Regions from separate parts of the Drosophila melanogaster genome. Here region 1 is linked to region 2. The links are chromatin contacts, called in public HiChIP or PLAC-seq maps. All regions are on one chromosome and are shown on one strand. The core of a region is the stretch at or near the end of the contact, and the rest is flanking DNA. Distances in the headings are between cores, read along the strand shown.

Region 1 (3,051 bases), core at 366-2,865, 37 kb before region 2:
AAAAAGTATCAATTTTATTTAAACAAAGTTTCACATGTACTGAAAAAAAAACATATAAATCATAACTAGACTTTGCGCTTGCGCTTCGCCTTGGTAGCTCCTTGAGGAGTCGACGTGGCCTGGGCCTCCATTATGGAAAGATCCGGTGTGGAGGCTCCCTTTCCAGCCACCAGTTTCTTGACCGCCTTGACTTTCGGCCTGGCTGCCTTGGGCTGAGCCAGAGTTCCAATGGACTTTCGCGACTTTTTAGTCTTTCCCGCCTCGGATGAATCCGCTTGTAGCTTGACTTTGGTTTTGGCCGGCTTCTTTCCCGCTTCAGGAATCGCTGTCTGGGATGTTTCCAGCATGGCCTGCGCGGCAGCGGATGAAGCTGCTTTAGATGCTGGCGGATTATCCTTGGTTCCATCCTCGGGCTTCTTCTTTTTTACAGCCTTTGTGTAAATAGCGGTTTATTATTATCAATTTATCAAGGAAGCTAATTCTTAAAAAATCTATTGAATTGTTAGATTAGAATAAACCACGTACTTGTTTTGTTTTCCGCTCGGTTGGTTTACTGGATTTTTCCTTGGAGGCCTTCTTTTCCTTCATCTTCGCCTTGGCCTCTTTCTTTTGAATCTTCTCCTTTAAAACTTTCTCAACTTTGGCTTTCTTTTCCTTCTCCTTCTGTTTCTTTGCCTTCATTTTCTCCACAGCCTTTGAGGAGTTCTTCTGCTTATCGGTGAGTTTAAAGGATCGCTTAACCATCACCACTTCGCCGTTGGCTTCGGCCAATTTTAAAGCTCGATGGAGGAGGCGGGCGGTTTTCTTCGGATCCTTCCACTCCTGACCATTGTCCTTTAGGTATGTCATTATGGCCTGAACCGATGAGCCCGATCGGCTCGCCAACTTCCCGATGGCCATAAGAGCTAGGGATATGAGCGTACCCTTTGGTTTTGGGACCATCGACTTGGGGTTGTCAGAATCGGGGGGCACCAGTTTCGACCCATCATCAGGCGGCGGAGTGGGATAGGGATTGCGATCAGCTCCGAGATTATCTGTCTCGACCTCGTCACCGTCCTGCCGATCCTCCTCCTCATCCTCCTCCATCTCCTCCTCATCTTCCTCCGGGAGCTCCTCTTCTTCGCCCATATTGGAGTCTTCGGATTCGGGATGATCATTTGGCATTTCCTCCTCGCTCTCATCATCCGAGCCATCATTGCGTTCAACCGGCTTTAGTTTCATGTTATTAGTTGGAAATTAAATTGAACAAAAATTAGAAATACAACTCAACAACTTTTAAGACACGAAAAAAGGTTAACAAAACGGTAATCGAAAACTCGCAGTAACAATGATACTTTGCAATGACTGTTAATGCACAGAAAACGGGATCAAAAGTTATATCGCAAAGCTTTTTAAGTCGATTTTGTAAGTACCGTTTATTATTCAGATAATTATAAGTATACATTATTGAAATGTTTGAAGCGTTTTTAACCAGAAATTTGATAAATAAAACAATAAATATGTATCATATTTATTAAATAAATAATATATTAAGTAATACAATAGCAAATAGTTCAGTTTAAATAACGCGATTTTTTGTGAAACTTATCGATTATTTATTGAATTAGCAGTGTTATTCCATATGGTAACACTGCTAAAGAAGAAGAGGAGTTAATTCTAAAAATGAGCGTACGGAAGGTAAACAATTTGAAATTTATGTTTTTAAACTGAATACTAAAGAACTAATGCTTAGAAAACTTGGGTAAGATGTGCCTTCAGCGAGATGAACTTGACCACCAGTCCTGCTCCTTCGGAATCCACGCCTGCGAAGCGCACAAGAAGTGCAAGCAATGTGAGCAGCTCCAGAGTATCGAGGTCGAGAACTCCAAGCATAAATACAAAGCCAATACAGATTCCGGACGTGGACTCAGTCGATCTTACTGCCATGGATGATGACCAGGATGCGGACATCACTGTGCCACCGCCAGAAGTCAAAGAAAACTGGATGGAAAGCTTTGAGCCAGCCACCAGCGACGATTTGGCGGTGCATCCAAAGAAGGTCGGAGAACTACGCGATTGGCTGCGTCACTGCGAAGCGGTGCGCAAGAAGTTCCCGGCTCAAATGTGTCTACTTACCGGGCCCACTGGTGCTGGCAAAACCACCACGTTGCGAGTCCTGGCCAAGGAGTTCGGCTACCAGCTGCAGGAGTGGATCAATCCTATCGATTGTGAGGTGGTCAACACCTTGGGTGATCAAACGACTGGCGCCTCCTATGTGGGCTCCCATCTGGAGGCCTTTAAAAGCTTTCTGCTCCGTGCCTCGCGATACAAATCCTTGCTGGACTCGCAAAATAAGAGACTGCTTCTTGTCGAGGACTTTCCCAACGTCCTGCTCAGCGATAAGGAGGTCAACTTTGAAGAGTTACTAGAGTAGGTAAAACCGGTGGACTATGGAATTGAACACCAACTATAAGATTCAACATAATTTAATAAACCCTCATTTCCTTCCATTTCAGAGAGTACACGGCGTATGGCAAATCTCCCCTGGTGTTCATCGTTGCCGATGCCAAATCTCGAGGATTGAATATCAGCTACCGCCTCTTTCCAGACCAACTGAAGGCCAAACATCGCATCGAGCACATCAGTTTCAATGCTATTGCATCTACAATCATGCAAAAGTCAATGAAAACCTTCTGCTCCGTAATGCAGCAGAATAAAGCTACTTACAAGGTGCCCTCGACCGCTGTTGTTGACTCAATAGTTGTCGGTGCCCAGGGCGACATAAGAAATGCGTTAATTAATTTACATTTGAGCTCTTTAAAGGGAGTTTCCAGCATGCCGACCAAACAGCTAAATGTCAGTGTGTCCGCAAAAGGTCGTAAGAAGAAAATGCAAAGTACTTTAAAGTCAATTGGTAGAGATGAATCAATTACTCTGATGCACGCACTTGGAAGAGTATTAAATCCTAAGTGTAAGTCCCACGAAACATTCTCTGTAAAAATACTCATTCAAATCTTGGATCTCATCAGTTAATGAGGACAAAACTATGTTACACAGCCCGGAGGAAATAAC
Region 2 (2,817 bases), core at 276-2,775:
GAACTCTCCTCAACGGACGTTACGCTGGAGAACTCAGACTACGAGACGGAGGCGACGGACTCCACGTTACTTAGTAGCTCGAAATACTCCTCCATGCATGTCTTTGTGCGGCGCAAGCAATCGGAGTCCATGTCACTCACAGAAGAGGCCGGCGACGGAGATGCCGGCGGTGGTGGAGGCTCTGGCGATTTCGGCGACCAAAATGTCATATCCCCGGCCAATGTCTACATGTCCCTGCAGCTCCAGAAGCAGCGGGAGCAGAGCGCCTAGGGGTCGTGACTTTAGGTTCCTCCATTCAAAATCCCCGCAGCCATTCGCAGCCGGAGCAGCGACACCACAGCTGGCTGATACGCCGAGCAGTAACAACAACAACACCACTACCACCACCATCACACCCACAACAAAGCAGCCAACTCGATTCGATAGGATCCCCACTGGGAGAGCTAAATTTGCAGTCATACTCCCGGGCAGTAGCAGTAGAAAAGGGAACCTGCTCCTTTTTGCACGTCCTGCCATCTGCGAATTCAAGCTGCACCAAAAATGTACAAAAATATACTTTGGTCTTACTAATTTCCATTAAAGATTTATTATTTGTGTGCTCCCTAAGCGAGTTTGTTGGACCTTATTTTCGGATGATTAACCGCCCCAAGTCAAAATGCACATATGCATGATATTGAGTTCTCTATGTGATATCTTTTGATTTATTTAGTCCGTATATTGTGAAATTATAAAATATTTGCGTTCGGTTAAGTTTGCGTTGAATACTACTGATTAAGATTCAATTGGATCAAGTATTTTGAATGTAGTTAAGTTAACTCCATGGTTATTTATTATGTGGAGGTTAGAGGGCGTGCTTAACCGCCAAATCCGTAAAGGGTGCGTCCCTGGCGCTTGAGGGCATAGACCACGTCCATGGCGGTCACGGTCTTGCGCTTGGCGTGCTCGGTGTAGGTGACAGCGTCACGGATAACGTTCTCAAGGAATACCTGTGAATTTTCCGAGAAATTAATCAGTTTTTCACCACTTTCCCTTCGTTTCGCCAGAACGTACCTTTAGCACACCGCGAGTTTCCTCGTAAATCAAGCCAGAGATACGCTTAACACCGCCGCGACGAGCCAAACGGCGAATAGCAGGCTTGGTGATACCCTGGATGTTATCACGAAGCACCTTACGATGACGCTTGGCGCCCCCCTTTCCCAATCCTTTGCCTCCCTTTCCACGACCAGTCATTTCTCAGTTGCTTCGTAAAGTTGGCTGAAAAGAAGAGAAGACGCAATAAACTGTAAAGCGACGCCATGTTTGGTGAAAGGTAAACGTTCATTTGACAGGTGAAAACTGTTGTTAATAAGTCTGTTTTCATACAAAATAATGGTCTCCAATTATTTTTTTTATGTTTATGCACAAAAAAACTTTGTTGACCGATTCTTCTATTATTTACTTAAATTTCTCAGCAACAAAACTCACTTCAAGAAATCTCCAGAAAATTGCTTGTGAGCGTGACCAGATCTCGCACACCTCAAAATACCTTTCGCAAAATGCGCGTATCTAGTATTTCTATTGTCTCACTACCAGCCCTGGTCAGTTATCGCCTATCGGCCATCGCTATCGCCGCCCCGTTGCGACAAAAAAGATTTAATCGAACCGAAAGACGTGCTCGCACTAAAATCGCTTGAAAACAGGCCCGCAGACCTGCGAAAAACGAAAAAGTGCAGCGCGCATATACTTTTTCAACTGTGCCCCTCTAGCTTAAAATTAAGTCGCGGCGAAAAGTCGAGTAAAACCCGCGGAAATGCGCATGCAAACGGCGTGTGGCCAGCAAAATCGCTGCCAAGGCACCGCACACACACTCGGCCACCCACACATACACACTTAGTGCTGTACTCGAAAAGTGCGAAGACAACAGGAACTCTGTGCCAAAATAATATTAACAGTACCCAGTTATTCCATTCCACTGCACCTGTCCCCGAAACATCGAAATATTCGCGTTACGTATACGCAACGAGTGCTGTAAACAAGTTTGCACAGGCGATAACAATGTCCAAATACGATCTGCTTTATCTAACGGCGCAGCTAACGCTGGGTATGTATTGCACTGCGAGTGTGTGGGTGCATACTTATTGGCGCCTTAATTCCCAGTCGCTTTATTATGTACATATGTACATAATATTATATTTTGTCTCTGCCTTACGATTTTCCTCTGTAATGCAAGCCGACTTCGATTTATAACCATTCGTGCGTGTGATTTTTGATGATATGGGGTGCGTAATGCTATTACTTTATTAATATCACATGGCGCTTGAAAAGTTCATATATAGGGTGTATAGGCTTTGTGATAGCTTTGTCCTATTAACCAACACATCAGAACATCTTAAATTTTCAGAAATTAGGTATAACGAATGTAAATGCTAGGAATCAAATCTATTTGTGAAGTGAATAATGTATACACTAGATACTCTATTAAAGCACCAACAATTGTACTACACAAATGTAGTAAAATATCGTAAGAATTGTTGACAGTGGGTACTACGAATTCATATGTTGAGCGCCAAACGCATACTCGGTATAAATCGATCGGATACCTAATTCCCAATCTTAATCCATGTGTGTGTGCGCTGAGCATTTCTTTGAATGGATTTTGCTGCATTAGGAACTTGTTGTATGGCAGGTTCTGGTTTCTCCCACCCTTTTGCTCCACCGGCCTCCCTCTCTTTCGCTCGCCATAGCCCTCTCTCTTTCTGTGGCGCAGTGCGCTCTCTTCCCTGTTGCTGCTGTTGTTGTTGTTGTTTCTGCTGCTGCTGTTTCCTTTTTCCGCACAAG

Evidence for each region. HiChIP or PLAC-seq counts read pairs in DNA pulled down with a chosen protein or histone mark.
Region 1: a POLR2A S2P HiChIP or PLAC-seq map of the Kc167 cell line shows a contact between it and region 2, with 1.8 times the contacts expected there. The contact joins the promoter of Rad17 here to the promoter of His4r in region 2. A contact is called at or near these places in 1 of 1 datasets of contacts at CTCF or cohesin (the Kc167 cell line), 15 of 107 Hi-C or Micro-C datasets (the Kc167 cell line, the OSC cell line, the Ras3 cell line and 6 more) and 2 of 6 datasets of contacts at active chromatin or transcription factors (both in the Kc167 cell line).

Annotation. Positions count from the first base shown.
Region 1 is chr3R:14,661,761-14,664,811 of dm6, reverse strand. Rad17 reads left to right here and starts at 1,615. Exons shown (of 4, transcript NM_142125.4): 1 at 1,615-1,677; 2 at 1,733-2,409; 3 at 2,496-2,950; 4 at 3,009-3,051. The coding sequence starts at 1,663. BigH1 (Histone H1 variant BigH1) reads right to left here and starts at 1,362. Exons shown (of 2, transcript NM_142126.2): 1 at 526-1,362; 2 at 1-431. The coding sequence starts at 1,221. The coding sequence ends at 66.
Region 2 is chr3R:14,624,463-14,627,279 of dm6, reverse strand. It overlaps His4r (Histone H4 replacement), which reads right to left and starts at 1,525. Exons shown (of 3, transcript NM_169592.3): 1 at 1,465-1,525; 2 at 1,051-1,254; 3 at 676-986. The coding sequence starts at 1,230. The coding sequence ends at 855. It overlaps put (punt), which reads left to right and starts at 1,577. Exons shown (of 6, transcript NM_001275645.1): 1 at 1,577-2,080. The coding sequence starts at 2,035. CG7886 reads left to right here. Exons shown (of 11, transcript NM_142121.2): 11 at 1-604. The coding sequence ends at 270.